Regions from separate parts of the Rattus norvegicus genome. Here region 2 is linked to region 1. Evidence: chromatin contacts called from public Hi-C data. All regions are on one chromosome and are shown on one strand. Each heading gives the region's core, a stretch centred on a gene start, on an enhancer-like site or on the middle of the called end of the contact. The rest is flanking DNA. Distances are from core to core; before and after follow the strand shown. Region 1 has its middle 7.8 kb from the start of Ccn6. Region 2 overlaps Fyn (FYN proto-oncogene, Src family tyrosine kinase).

The links. Hi-C and Micro-C count contacts between places; a contact is called where the count stands out from the background.
Region 2: a Hi-C map of liver shows a contact between it and region 1, with 5 times the contacts expected there. The contact joins two enhancer-like sites.

The regions. Positions count from the first base shown.
Region 1 is chr20:44,145,738-44,149,408 of GRCr8, reverse strand. No RefSeq gene overlaps it. Among named protein-coding and RNA genes, the nearest start is that of Ccn6, 7.8 kb to the right of the region's middle. Within about 2 kb of position 2,413, at least 75 of the 93 cell types and tissues checked have an H3K27ac peak or open chromatin away from gene starts, as enhancers often do. A contact at or near this core is called in liver, where this site is marked.
Region 2 is chr20:44,369,178-44,372,727 of GRCr8, reverse strand. The region is part of intron 2 of Fyn (FYN proto-oncogene, Src family tyrosine kinase); the gene reads right to left. Among named protein-coding and RNA genes, the nearest start is that of Fyn, 48 kb to the right of the region's middle. Within about 2 kb of position 2,082, at least 15 of the 93 cell types and tissues checked have an H3K27ac peak or open chromatin away from gene starts, as enhancers often do. A contact at or near this core is called in liver, where this site is marked.

The DNA.
Region 1 (3,671 bases), core at 1,164-3,663:
TTTGCCCTTTGTTCCACAGATTCCAAGCACCACCCACGCCATCATCGGCCCAGAGAGACATCCCTTTTCTGTACCTAAAGTTCGGTTCCTCTGAGGTAGGGGTATGGCTAGACAGCTTGTGTCTGGTGATGGGGCTGGAAAGCAGGATGTAAGTACTCAGAGCCATGAGTGCCTGCCACCATGCTCCCTACCACAACGGTCATAGACCAACCCTCTGAAACTGAGGGAAGCCCCTGATTAAATGTTTTCTCCTCTATATTGCCCTGGTCATGGTCTCTTCACAGCAATAGAGCAGTAACTGAGGCAGGATGTTAAGGGACACGCCCTACAGTCTGGGGAGATGGGTAAGCATGGAGCTTTGGACTCAGGAGAGACTGAGGTTATGGGACATCCTAACAGTTGTCAACTGCATATTTCCAGCTTGGCCTCAGGCATGCCTCCTTTGTTTACCTTGCTTTGCAGAAATTTCTAGAAGTATTGAACTTTCAAAGTCAGTGACTTGCCCATTCTATGCACTGCGAGCTCCTGATTCCTGTTCTCTTTCACATATTGCCTCCTCCGATCACTGTCCTTAAAAAAATAAAATCAGATCAGATCAGTTCACCGTTTTTTCATGCTGTGTGCCCTTTTTCTTTTCCTCTCTCTTTCTTTCTCTTTATTCTTTGTCAGCAGACTGTCTTATAATAATCATAAAATAGAGGATATAAAATTCATTGGTCAAAAAAGAAAAACAAACAAACAAAGAAACAAAAGAACGACTCCAGAGTTATGCTGTCCAGCTCGGTAGCCTCTAGCTACATGCGGCCACTTCAATTCAAAGAACTGAACTGAACACAATTAAAGTGTCCTTTCTTCATTCATGCCAGTCACGTGTTCGGTGCCCCAGGGCACACTCGCATTCCGTATTATAGAATATCCCAGCCACTTTGCATTGCTTTGCCGTCTAGGGATGTCACTGAGCCTAACCAGGGTGAGAGAGCCTGAGAAAGGAGCTGGCTGTGTGGCAGAAGTGGCCCCTTGACCTGCAGTGGCTCTCCTGCTCCCAGGGGCTGCAGAGCCAGCTCTCTTTCCCACAGTGGTGCTTCCTCTTGATCGCTTCCTGACAAGCTCCCATGCGAGCTTCCTCAAGACCAACATCTGTACCACGTGACCTTGGCGTTATTTCTCTGATGGTGAGCAAAAGGCAACCGCAATAGCAGCTTCTGGGGCTGGGGCTGACATTTATTTCTGGAAGTGAAATTTTTACGCACTCGTTTGGCTAGAGGCAGACTGGAGAAACCCTACAGACTGGGGGTGCTGGTAAACAGAGTGAGGTGTTAAGCAGAGAAAAGCTTCACGATCCCCCAAAAGGGAGTTCCCATGGTCTCCGCCGTGGGAACCCGGCTGTCTCTCCTTTTCCTAACCTTCCAGAAATGCCAGGCTCTCACCACAGCGGCACTCGGTTCTTTAACACTATCTTGTTCTCCCTGGGACGAAGTTTACTTCATTCGATGTCAACCTACACACCCAGTTTCTGGACTCCTTTGCTTCTACTGGGGACAGGAGGATGTCCTGTAGTCTGACAGGGTTCCCGGTGAGTTCTGTCCTAGAGTGGGAGGAAAGGAAGTCTTTTTGGAGTCTCTAGGCTTCAAGGGAACCATAGAAGGGAGGACAATGTGGCCTGCAGGCTGCCGAACCCGGAATCCTAACCAAGATGAAGGAGGAGCCTGGGAATGGCTGCTTTCAGGTCAGAAGGGGGACCTGGGAGCACAGGTGACTTGATTTAAAGGATTCTAAACATATCTGGATAGTTAAGCCTAAGACTGAAAATTCTTGGTTACTGCAGCTATGTATACTAAGGTTGGATATAAAGTCTTGAGACGCTGGGATAGGTCCACCCAGCACTCAAATGGCATTTTAGTAGCCACATCCAGAACTGAAACATGCTTTCCACGTTGAAATCTTGACTCCGGCTTATTTGGGGAATCATTTGTGGAGGGCTCTGTCAGTCCTGTTGTAGACAAGAACGAGTTAAGTTAGGATCTACTTCAAAGCAAAGGAAGCCGTGTTTCCGGTGAAAGTCTGTGCAGTGCTTTGGAAGCCTCAGGGAGGAGAAGTCAGGGGAAGATGGCGAGTTATATTTGAAGGTTGTAAGCGCAAAAGCTCTAGAATTTGTGAGCCGAGTTGCTTTGGACTGTATTTATACGTATTTCATGTAGGAGAAGGCAAACGAGACGCCGTAAAGATGCCTCCTATGTCTGACTGGCAAAGAAAGGGAACAATATAACATTCTAATCTGCAAATCTGTAGTCAAAGAACACACTGACCAAATAAAAGGACTGCTGCGTTAACACATTTGCTGTTTACTCTGAAGTGTTTTTGCATTGTCTGAGATTCCCACTTGATCGATCGTGTCGCCCTCTACTGGTCAGAAGGGCGAGGCGCCGCCGCAGAGATCACGTGGAAGCCCCACCCACGGTTGAATGTCAGAGCATCTCTGTCTGTCCAATTGTGCAAATTTCCGGTGACATTGATTGGCGAACACTTGGCTGTGGTTAAATCGACACGAGACCATTTTATGTGAAGAGTACTTCCGTTTTTCTATATAAGCATGTTCTGTGATCGGAAAACTAAAAGGAGAGCTGGACCCCACCCCATCCTGCTCCACTAATCTCATTGTCTTTCTCCTGCTGGTAAATTATGTATCACTATTCTGTCGAGTATTAAAAACAAATGAGGATTTAAAGAATTTAAAGATTCCAAAAGCTACAACCGCTGTTCAGAGTGCCGGGTGAAATAAAAGGATTCTCACCACGGAGGAATCTGATCTTGCTATGGAATGAAAAAGCCGAATGCTTGCGACCGGGAAATGCTCGTTGTCCACCCAGCCAAGGACTTTTTGTAGGGATGGAAAAGCCTCCTGTACCAACCATCCTAGCGCTACTGCAGGAGGCTCGGCGAGATGGCGGCGGGCTCCTCCCACCTCTGCGGCAGCGGAGATCAATAATGCAAGGCTCTGCGGCAAACACGCGCCTCCTTTCTTCCCTGGCAGCGACCATCAAGAGCCTTCGGCTGGAACGTTGACCCGGTGCGCCATCTAGCGACCGCCAGGGTCCAATGCAACTTTGAGCTGGAAAGTCCGGAAACAGCTTGAGAGCTGCGTGGGTGAAGGGAGTTTTCAACAGCTGATCTCATTTAAGAGGACAAAGGAAAAATAAATTGTGTGTCTGTTTGCTTGTGAAAATTAACACGAAGACTAGAAGCTCCTAATGCCCACCATCACATGAAATATAGACGTTTTATGTTTTATGCTACAGTCTTGAGGGCTTTTTTTTTTTTTTGGCATTTTTATTGGATATACTATGTATTTACATTTCAAGTGTTATCCCCTTTCCCGGTTCCCCCTTCTCCCAATCCCTTCCTCCTGCTTCTATGAGGATGCTCCCCCTCCCACCCACCCACTCCCACTTCACCGCCCTGGCATTCCCTTACACTGGGGAACTGAGCCTTCACAGGACTAAGGGCTTCTCCTCCCACTAATGCCGGACAAGTCCATCCTCTGCTACATATGCGGCTGGAGCCATGGGTCCCTCCATGTGTACTCTTTGGTTAGTGGCTTAGTCCCTGGGAGCTCTGGGGGGTCTAGTTGGCTCATATTGTTCATTCGTTAGGGTTTCTGTTGCTGTGATGAA
Region 2 (3,550 bases), core at 833-3,332, 220 kb before region 1:
CGGATCGACTCTGAACAGCCAGACCTACTCTCTCCAGCCCATAAACCCAGGACCATTGCACGAGCATGACTGGAACCGAGAAGGCATCCCACAGCTATCAGGTGACAGACGTTTCCACTGGTGTCTTCTTTAATCAGGGTTAGTAACAGCAGCAGGACACTAAATGAAAGGACTGAAATTGGATGTGACAAGGCTTGCTTCATGAGCCTCAGTGACTTCCTCCTGAAGAGGTGTTGTTCTACGGGAAGCTCTGTTTGTCCAGCCATGGTGCCCTTACACCCTCTTTAAAGACAGATGAGACTTTTACAACGAATGGAGTGCAGACCAAATACTATCTGTTTTGGCAAGATACCAAACTATAAATCTGTCTAAGATATTCAAAACCGAACTGCCAGATATCAATACCTCTTACGGCCAGAACAAGCAACATGTAAAGTTCTCTTCTGAAAGCAGATGCTTTCGGGCTGCCATTGGCTCCTGAGGAAGGCGAAACTAATTCAAAACCGTGAGGAAAGGATCTGAGAAGCAGGCTAACGTAACTTAAAATAAATACACTGGTATGTTGACTATGGAGCTTAGGATATTTAAATTTGGATTTAAATTACTACATGAATATCATATACACAGCTAAATTAGAATGGCTTTACTGAAGGGGCAAACCCAGCACTTTTCCTTGCTGACTGCGTGAACAGACACCGACAGGTACTGTGACAGAGGGAGATAGGCTCTGTTTCAAAGAGCTCACGGTCCTATGAAAAACAGATGCATGACCTTAAAGGCAACAACATGCTAAGTAGTGTAATTACAAAACTGCCATGCTGGGGAATCTCGACACTCGGTGCTGGTGCACGAGGATAAGGTGCACGAGGCAGACATTTATTTATGCCAGCCAGGGCGGGAACGCTGCACCATAACACGACCCTGCTTATGTTAAACGACCACAAACTATATTACATAGAAAGGGTCAGGAGAAGAAAACACATCCAGGGGTTAATCACGGTTAACTCCACAAAAGGGAGTAGGGAGACGGTCTTAATTTATCTCATGTCTATGAGTATCGTGCCTGGGCATCGCGTGCCTGCCTGGTCCCTAAGGAAGCCTGAGGAGGGTGTTGGGTTCTTTGGAACTGGAGTAACAGGCAGGGGACAGCTGCTAGGTGGGTGCTATGACCTGAACCTAGGTCCTCTCTCTGCAAGAGCAGAAGTACCCTTACCTGCTGAGCCATCACTCCAGCCATCAAAGGTGCTTTTAAAAAGGACTGTCTTTTGGCTAAATTATTTTTTAAAGTTTTTCTTAAATATTTGAAAAATTATTTGCTATATTACTTTTTAAAGATTTTAAAAGTTAAGTTTGGGGTGTGATACTTGAATAATGGTGAAAATTAATCATTGAAACGGACAGTGGAGGAGGCGGCAAAGCAGAAGAGACAGACGATGTAGCAGAGGAGGGGCCGCTGGGAGCAGAAGAGGCCATGCCGGGCACGGCAGCAGACGGGGCAGACCATCTCTGAGTGCAGCTCCTCACCTACGCTCTGGGACACGGCTGTGTCACTGTGACTGCAGCAGGGTGAAACAATCCAACGCCACAGGACCGGTGATATCTCGAGCCAGGGGAACTGGGGACAAGGGAAACCAGGCCCCCGTCTCTGCCTGTTTCATGTTCATAACAAAACTAATCTTAGTGCGTTTGTGAATGACAGCCAACACTTGTGGCCAGAGGGAGGAGGCAGAACCCAGGAACCCTCTGTGGGGAGACAGCCAAGAGACTGGCTCCGAAATGGCGAATCACCCTCTTTTAAAACAGAGGACATAAATCTAGATTATTTCAATATGAAATGCCATGATTTTTAAATGATGGCAAAAACCACTCTAGCAAAATAAAAACACGTCTGAGAGCTACCTCAGCATTGAGACAACCTAAGGGCTGGGGACTGAGGAGAAAATGTCAAATCGAAAAGTATGTTCTTCCTCCCTCTTCCCGTCTTAGGAAGGAAAACCTCTAACAGTGCCCTTCCATCCCTTTAAACACGCGCAACATCTGAATTAAAAAGTCCCCTCCTCTTCCTTTCCGGATGCTACCCTCAGAAGCTCTGACCTCTTACATCATGCTACCGTAACGGACAGCTGGGGTCTGTCGTAGCTGTTAAAATATGTGTCTGGGTGGGACTCACAATTAACTAGCAAAAGATTTAAAGGGAAGCCTAAGGAGGGGCAGCAAAATCCCCCACACAAATGTCTGTACCTTGAAGCTAACTTTCAGTTTATCAAACTTCCTCAGGAAACAACTTCCCATTTGTAGCTGACTACGACACACCCAACAATTTCATTAGAATGCTATTTTTAATCAGCTCAGCATATCGCTCACTCGCTCAACTCGCTCACTCGCTCGCTCGCTCGCTCGCTCTCCGTGCCTCAGGACCTGGAAGCAAGCACACAGTGCCATGCTTCCAAAGAGCTGAGACTCTCGTGTAAGGGTATGGTCTTTAAGGTCTTCACTGCAAACGCTGGAAAATGGAAGGAGTTCTGGCTTAAGATGTGTGTTTACTGACGGCCCCTGGGCTGACATCACCGTGAGCTGTCACCGCTGGACCTCACCACACTTCCCTCTGGTCTTCAGGGCGTATCAGGGGACAAATCTGGATCATGATACATGAGTGTGCTTACTTCCAAATGACCTTACTTCTGGGGCAGCGAGCACAGTCTCAGGCCTGTGGGAGAGCATCTCTCTGCACACCAGGGCAGGACTGTCTAGTGAAGTCTGTATGAGATCCCAGAGGGCGACCGTGAAGAGAACAGAGGCTGCCCTATTTTCTGGGGACATGGCTGCCCGACATCCTCGCCTTGCCTGTGTGCCAGGCATCCCTGTGTCACCCTATCTTCACCTCACACTCAGACCTGTCCTGGGTCATCCCCCTGCCTCACCTGCCTCACCTGCCTCACCTCTGTCTTGCTTCCCACTCACTATGCTGGGTTTCTCTTGCTGTCTGCTCTGGGTATTTTCTTCTCTAGGCTTTCTTCCTTTTTCCATTTGGGATTCTCTCCCCACCAGCACTCCCTGGCCGGTCAACACCAGCTTTCAGCCACGGTGCTGCCACCAAGGGCACCCTGGTGCCACTTCAGCTGAGGACTCTCACTCCTATCTTAGTCCTACCAAGTCACAAGTACAGAGAGTTTGCCTGAGACTTAAGCCTCCCATGCGTACGTCCAGGAACTGCCTGTCGTTTTCTCTGCACCGCAAGCACTTCCTTAGAGGTCCGGACCTGCCATTAACACCGTCGGTAGTGTTGACGGGCAGAAAGAGCCGTCGCCCCTGATTTGTTGGAATAGGGTTCCACAGAGCTTGCTAGGATCTCTTTGGACTGCATTTTCAAACGGAAGTTCTACTTCCTAAGGTTTTCCCATAGGCTTTTGTTTTTAACTTACCTACTACGCTTCCAAGATGTATGGCAAAATGAATTCAGCTGAATCAATGCTAACGACAAACAGTTAGGATTTTGATCTGGCAACTGAAGGAATGTGGAGTATCGAAGGCCTGTGCTATTCAGAGGCAG